2 separate regions of the Arachis hypogaea genome follow, and region 1 is linked to region 2. A link is a contact called in public Hi-C data. All regions are on one chromosome and are shown on one strand. Each heading gives the region's core, a stretch centred on a gene start, on an enhancer-like site or on the middle of the called end of the contact. The rest is flanking DNA. Distances are from core to core; before and after follow the strand shown.

What was found. Hi-C and Micro-C count contacts between places; a contact is called where the count stands out from the background.
Region 1: a contact with region 2 is called in a Hi-C map of an unstated tissue, with 4 times the contacts expected there. The contact joins two enhancer-like sites. A contact is called at or near these places in 2 of 8 Hi-C or Micro-C datasets (leaf and an unstated tissue).

Annotation. Positions count from the first base shown.
Region 1 is chr15:150,030,944-150,035,012 of arahy.Tifrunner.gnm2.J5K5, forward strand. It overlaps the pseudogene LOC112751281. Among protein-coding and RNA genes, the nearest start is that of LOC112747240, 32 kb to the left of the region's middle. Within about 2 kb of position 2,783, at least 2 of the 3 cell types and tissues checked have open chromatin away from gene starts, as enhancers often do.
Region 2 is chr15:149,977,709-149,981,747 of arahy.Tifrunner.gnm2.J5K5, forward strand. No RefSeq gene overlaps it. Among protein-coding and RNA genes, the nearest start is that of LOC112751279, 15 kb to the left of the region's middle. Within about 2 kb of position 1,868, at least 3 of the 3 cell types and tissues checked have open chromatin away from gene starts, as enhancers often do.

The sequences.
Region 1 (4,069 bases), core at 1,533-4,032, 54 kb after region 2:
TGACACATTTTGGAATTAAAATAATATATATATATATATATATATATATACGTATTTATTGCTGTGATTGAGAAATATCATAATTTTAATAGTTAATTGTTATATTAGAAATTTGATTAATTCTTGGTTAGTTATTTGTTGAGTTCCATTGTCAACCTAGCATTGTTGAAATGTTGTTTTTTTTTTTTTTTTTTTTTTACCAAAGATAAGAGACTCAAACCCGCAACCTCTTAATTGAGTATGGAAAGACTATATCATTTGAGCTATAATTCATTGACATCATTAAAATATTGTTTAATCAATAACTTTTTTTTTTCTTTAATTAATCTTTATAACCTAAAATTAATTATATTATGATAACCTATCAAATTCTGTTTCCAATTTTTTTAAACTTTGATAATAATACATTTTACTTTTAACAAAAATAAAATATTCTCAAATATTATAAAATATGATAAAAATAACAAAAAAATATATTTTTCTATAAATAGTAAATAATTTTTATATTTAAAAAATTACTCATGAATTTGATCCAAATTTTTGTAAGAATATTTGTATAATTATTTAAAAAATAAATACAAAAAATTAGATAAAAATTTGATGTTTGAAATTTTTTTTTTAAGAGTATTCTTAATTATTAACAAAAAATTAAAAAAAAAATTTACCTAGATAAATTTTAAAGACAATTTTTTACTTTTTATCATAAAAAAAATTGTATCAAAATTTAATATCCGAAACATATTTTTAAAAAATATATTTAACATTAGTTATTTTATTACGTTTAAAATATTTTTATCATTTATAAAATAAATGATATTTTTGTCAGTATTTTCAAAAACTTAAAATAATTTTAATAATTTACTCTTTGCTTGTATTAATCTTATATATCCACTTTTGTAATTTTCTAGAAAATTAATGTCTAAAATCATATTTATTTTGATTTTCATTCTTAAAAGCTCTCGTTTCCGTAAGCAGCCGCTTGCTGAATTGCCGGAATATGGGCCAGTGGAGGTGTAATCAAGGATGGAACCACCAAGAGTCAGTAATAAGGAGAGCTTTTACGTTTTAGTACTCTTGATCTTGAAAGCAATCAATTTCAGTTTCTTTACCACTGTATCAGTTTAAATTAGTGTGAATTACCAAGCATGTAAAGAAAGAATACTAAAGGAAAGGAACAAATTTCTCTTAATTTCATTTAAAAAGTATATAATAAAAAAATATATTTATGATATTAATTTAAAAAATAAAAATAATTCATTCCCATACACAAGTCCGTAAGGTTTAAAATGGCTTGAAAATCGAGCATAATAGCTGATGAAATAGGAGTACATGGCAGTACTCAAGATTTTCTCGTTCCATTGGAAATTGTTCCTTTCATTGATACACTCACATTCTGACGTATTGCTTGCTATCTAGTTCACTACGGTAAACAACACACACATGCAATGAAAGCAGAAATTCAAATCAATAATAACCTTTCATTCAAACTTTGTTAATTAAAATAATAATTTTATTGCATGTTGGGCGTGGTCCTTCGATTTTCACCACGCAAGCATACCTATTATCTCTTTTTCATTTCCCAAAAAAAAATTGAAATAAGGAGAAGTGGATGAAGAAGAATAAAAAAAAATTTGCAATTATTTATCAACCTCTCGTAATAATATTTTGATCATCTAACTCGAGCAAAAACATATATATTTTACTGAAAAGAAATAAGAGTATCCTTCTGTAGCTGGTCTCTATTTATACACACACACCAATCTTTCTTCTCACATCTTCTTCATTCACAAATCATAAGGCATAAGTCACACTCAGAAAGAGAAGAATAAGCTTAGCATCCTAGCTAACCTAATGGAAACAAAAACAGAGCATGATCTGTTGTTGGCAGATATGGAGAAGCAAGAACCAGAAGGGTGGACATGTGGCGGAATCTCGGAGGTGATGAAAGAATCAAGGTCTCTAATGGAGTTAGCCCTTCCCATAGCACTAACATCGCTCATTTTCTACCTCCGCTCCATAGTCTCCATGCTCTTCTTGGGCCACCTCGGAGAACTCCAACTAGCTGCCGGCTCGCTCGCCATAGCCTTCGCCAACATCACCGGCTACTCTGTCCTCTCCGGCCTCTCCCTCGGCATGGAACCACTCTGCTCCCAAGCCTTTGGCGCCAAAAACACCAACCTCCTCTCTCTAACCCTCCACCGCTGCATCATCTTCCTCTTAGTGTCTTCCATTCCAATCTCAATCCTCTGGCTGAACATCAACACTATCTTCATCTTCCTCCACCAGCTACCCCAAATCACCCAAATGGCACAAACCTATTTGATGTTCCTCCTCCCTGACCTCGTAACCAACTCCTTTCTTCACCCAATCAGAATCTACCTTCGTGCACAGGGTGTCACCCGCCCTGTCACGCTAGCATCTCTCTTCGGAATGTTTGCTCACTTGCCCTTCAATTTCTTCTTCGTTAAACGCCTACGTTTTGGCCTCGCCGGCGTTGCTGCAGCCTCCGCTGTCTCCAATTTCTCCATCCTTCTGTTTCTGGTTGTTCATGTCTGGATAAGTGGGGTCCATGCTGACACGTGGATGAAGTTGAGCCGAGACTCTTTCTCCGGCTTTAAGCCACTCATTCGGCTTGCTGCGCCGAGTTGTGTGTCAGTTTGTCTAGAGTGGTGGTGGTATGAGATCATGATTGTGCTTTGTGGACTCCTTGTGGATCCCACTGCCACCGTGGCATCCATGGGTGTGCTTATTCAGACCACGGCATTAATCTACGTGTTTCCGTCTTCGTTGGGCTTTGCAGTCTCAACACGTGTTGGAAACGAGCTCGGGGCAAACCGACCTGCAAGGGCCCGCTCTCGGCTGCTATTTCGATTTTTTTTGCAGAAATTTTGGGGTTTGTGGCGGTTATTTTTGCCACTATGATGCGGCATTCGTGGGGGAAAATGTTCACAAATGATGAGAAGATTCTGCGTTTGACAGCGGCTGCACTACCAATTCTCGGGCTATGTGAGCTCGGCAATTGTCCGCAGACGGTGGGGTGTGGTGTCGTTAGAGGAACGGCTCGACCCAACGTGGCGGCGAATGTGAACCTTGGTGCGTTTTATTTGATCGGAATGCCTGTGGCGATTGGGCTTGGATTTTGGCTTGATATAGGATTTTGTGGGCTTTGGTTGGGCTTACTTTCAGCTCAAGTTTGTTGTGCTGCACTAATGTTGTATGTTATTTTGACCACCAATTGGAAGAACCAAGCCCAGCGAGCTCAGTTGTTGACATCTGCTGAGGATATGACAATGAATCCAACTGTCTAAAGCGTATCAATGAGACACTTACCCTTCTATCTGATATTTATCATAGTGTAACTTTATCTAATATTTTGATTTTTGTTTTATTATTATTATTATTATTATTATTATTATTATTATTATTATTATTATTATTATCTTCTATAATAGAAAGAAATGTGAATAATTTTTAGTTTGTTCACTCCTTTATTATTGTTATTATTATTATTGAGAGAAATACGAAAGAATACAAATTAGAGATGGATAAATGACCATTTTATCTTTTCTTACATGTACGTACTATTATGTTAACAATTAATTGTGGATAATAATAATAATAATAATAATAATAATAATAATAATAATAATAATAATAATAATAAGATGACAAGTATATTATGATAAAATAGAAAAAAATATAGGTTTAATTTTTTTGTTAACAAACTATTTTTATAAATTATATTCGATAAAGAATATTTAAAAAAAAATTATAGATAGGATAAGATAAATTTAATAGAGAATGAGAGTACGTGGGAGTACATAGTAATTATAAAAAGATGAATTATAAACCAACAAAAAAATATTGAATTAATAAAATTAAAAATAAATAAAATAGTGTAAGTAGAAGAGTGAATTAAACTTTCATTGAATATTAATTATATTAATTTGATTAAATAAATAATTATATTAATTCAAATAAAATATTATTATATTTTTTATTAGCACCAAAAATATATTTAGAGTATGATCATAAAACTTTATTGAGTAGAGAATGAGATTCTCTCGTA
Region 2 (4,039 bases), core at 618-3,117:
AATTCTACATTTCAAAATGACTCCAAACTTACCCAACACAGCTCTATATTCAATCACAACTAACCTTGCCTCAATTTGAACCACTTCACTCCACAAATCCTCAAATGTACAACCACAATTATCAATTTATCAACATCCATATGTTCACATTTATAATCCTCATTCATTAGCATCAAAATCATCATTATATTAACCGTTTGTTATCTTAGAGGATTTAATTAATACTTTTTTTTAAAATTAATTAGTCCAAAATCAATATCTTCATAGATCTAATTGTCACTTTACTCTTAATTATTAAAGAGATTATTAGGTGTCGAATGGTTTTTAAAAACATTATTTCCTATTTATTATAATATATTTTGGAGTAAATATCCAATATGGTCTTTGTCCATTTTCACAAAGGACAAAGCGATTCCTGTCCAAAAAAAGGGACACTTCGACCCTCAACCTTTTTATTTTGGGATAATACGATCCTTCTGTTAAAAAATTCGTTAAATAATAACAAAAATTAGTTTTGTGAGGGGTTTTATTTGTATTTTGTGGAGGTTTTAAACCTCCACAAACTATTAATAAGTTTGTTTTTAAAAAATTCCTTCACTAATGGTGGTTAAGTGAAGAAAAATTATTGATGAAAATGATGCCGTAAAAAAAAAAATTGTAGTATAAATACCTTTTAAAAGAAGAAAATAATATCGAATAAGAAATGAAGAAAGAGAACTTTAATGTTGATAATATTGGTATTGGTGATGATGACGATAGAGAAGATGGTAGAGGAGATAATAATGATGATAAAGTAATAAAAATAATAGAGGTAAGAGTGATAATAATGAAGATAAAGAAGGTAATAGTAGTAATTGGTTAAATTGTTGAAAAAATTTTTGTGAAAGTTTAAAACCCTACAAAATACAAATAAAATACTCTACAAAACTAATTTTTATTATTATTTAATGAATTTTTTAATAAAAAAATTATATTATCCCAAAATAAAAAGATTAAAAATCGAAGTGTCCATTTTTTCTTGAACAAAAATCGCTTTATCTTTTATAAAAATGGACAAGGATCGAATTAAATGTTTACTCTATATTTTGAAAACCTATTACACCCGTATCATTGTGTGCATGAAATAATATATTAATCTTAAATTTTAAAGGGAAATACTTTTTGAGTACGGGTATCATTGTTAATATTTTTAATTTATTAATTATTCAATACTGTGATGCGATTATATTTAATTTTGGTTATTTTTTTCCAAACAACTAAATTGATTTCATTCATATTAATAATATAGGAAAGAAAAGAGCAATGCTATATATAAATATAAAACCGCCAACTTATTAGTTTTTACATTTTGGTTAATATTTGGTTAATAAAAATATTTTTATATTAAATTTTAAATTCTAAATTATAATCATAAATTTTAATAATATAAAAAACATTAATTTAAATTATTGGGTAATATTAATAAAAAATATTTGATTCCTACCTGATAGTTTTCTAATTTAATTGCTGCTTCTAATTTCAAATATATAAGTATAACATAATACAAGAGATTCCTGAAAAAAAGAACTTATAATATAACTCCATAAAAACGAAAACGACACAGCTATATTATATATTGATGATATCAGAAAAATAGTCCATAGTGGTGGATTATTTGAAAAGATAATGCAGGCACCAGAACTATAGGTTTGGTAAGCTTTCACACTCAATTCTAATTTGGTTTAAATGTGTATAAACATGTTAATCTTTGTTATCCATTCGCTAAATTCTTTATTTTTAATTAACTAATGACCTGAACTTTCTCGTTATTTTATTTGCAATTGTAGTCCCTTATTTGACCAATATCAATGACTAAGGGTTATTCTTTGTACTAGTGCACATGGATCATATTTTTAGATATAGCTATATATAATTTATATAATATACGTCATGTATGATATCAATCTTCTAAAAAATTTAAACTAATAAAAGATAATATAGATGATGGTATCTTAAATACTTTTTTTTTATTTATCTTATATTATTTTTTTTACTTCATTAAGTATTAAATTTTAGACATTTTGAATATAAAAAATTAAATGATATCAATTCTCTAAAAAATTTAAATTAATATAAAGAGATAATATAAATGATTATATCTCTAATAATATAAAAATATAAAATCAACTATAGTACATAGATGAAAATGTTGTGTACAAACAATAATTTTTAGGGTCATCCTACGATGCTGAGAGGAATTTTTTTTTCTGCTGTTGCTGAAAGTATGTGGCATGGTGAAGGAGAGGACACGTGGTTCTGCTGCCCCCAAACTGCCGATAATTTTTGCGCCAAAACTGATGGTGATGTATGCTGAAAATTTAGTTAGATGATAATAATCTTTTGTTAATGATACCAGTTATGTTATTGGGCCTATTTTTGAAGATCCGGTAAATATTTGATCTCATTATTTTTTGTTATGTTATGGAACAAAAATAAAGTAAACATAATATATATCACACTGAATTACGGTTTTTGTTTTACGTTTTGGGCCATAAAATATGTTTCTGGACATCATAAAAATACTATTATAGTAGTAATAAACAATAAAAATATAAAACCAAAATAATAATAATAATAATAATAATAATAATAATAATAATAATTAAAAAAAAAAGAGAAGACAGCTCTAAAATTAAGGATTCAGGATACAAAGAAAGAAAATGCTTTTTACTGGTCTATGTTGTTGTAAAGCCCATGTTATTTAGTTCTGAATTTTTTTTTGGAATAAAAATTAATAACTTTATTTATTTTTTAAAAAAAGAATATTTGTTTAAATTAACTCTTTCTGTTTAATTATTTTTAATTTTGAAATTAAATAAACTGAAAAATTTAAATAGTAGTATTTTGAGTTTAAATATAAATTTTGAAAGTTTTTGTTAAAGCGAAAATCTATATTTAAACTTTAAACAATTTAAAATAATTCGAGGTATGAAATCTTAAATTTTTTGTATTTGGATTCAAAATGTTGTATTTTAAGACGGTTCTGAAAAAACGTACTGGGCTGATCAGTTCAACCACTGTAACCATGAACCAGCAACAATGTCAATAAATTGGAGAATCTAAAAATCGATTCGAATCGGTCGACGAACCGTAAACCAAGAAGAAGAGTGGTTCGAATAATAGGTAAAACCGCAATCAAACAGATAAACCGGTCGGTCGAATAAATTTTTAAAAACCTTATTTTTAAAAATTTTTTAATTTAAACATAGTTTTCCGCTTTAACATAGACTTTCAATAGTTATATTTAAACTCAAAATACTACTATTTAAAATGTTCAATTCATTTAATTTAAAAATTAAAATTTATTAAACTTGAAAAATTAAATATCTAAATAAATAATTTTTTCAGAAAAATAAAAGTTATTAATTTTCTTTAATCCATAGAACAAAATTTTAAAACAAAATAACATGGGCTTTGAACAACATAGAGCAATAAAAAGCACATTTTCCTTTTATACCCTAAATCTTTAACTTTAAACCTGTCTTCTATTTTTTTTAAATATTATAACTATTATTATTGTTATTATTTATTTTCTTCGGTTTTATATTTTTATTATTAACAGTATTTTCATTATCCAATTTCATGTTTATATCCAAAAAAGTATTTTATGATCCAAAACTTTAAACAAAAAAAACGAATTTCAGTGTCACATATTATGTTCACTTCTTTTTTGTTCAATAACACAACAAAAAACAGCCACACTTAAATGTGACTTCCAATACTTGCCGGATCCTCAAAAATAGGCTAAATAATTTAACTAGCATCATTTACATAATATTATTATCATCTAACCAAATTTTCGGCATACATCACCAACTGATCACCATCAGCTTTGGCGCAGCAAATGTCAGCACTTTGGAGACAATCAAACTACCAAAAGAAAAAAATTTTTTCACCACCCTAGTAATGGCCTAATCTTTATAGGCTATGAATGGAGGTGTTGGATTTCTTGGGCTTTCATTGGCTTGAACCACATGAAGTAAATCAAACATACATTCAC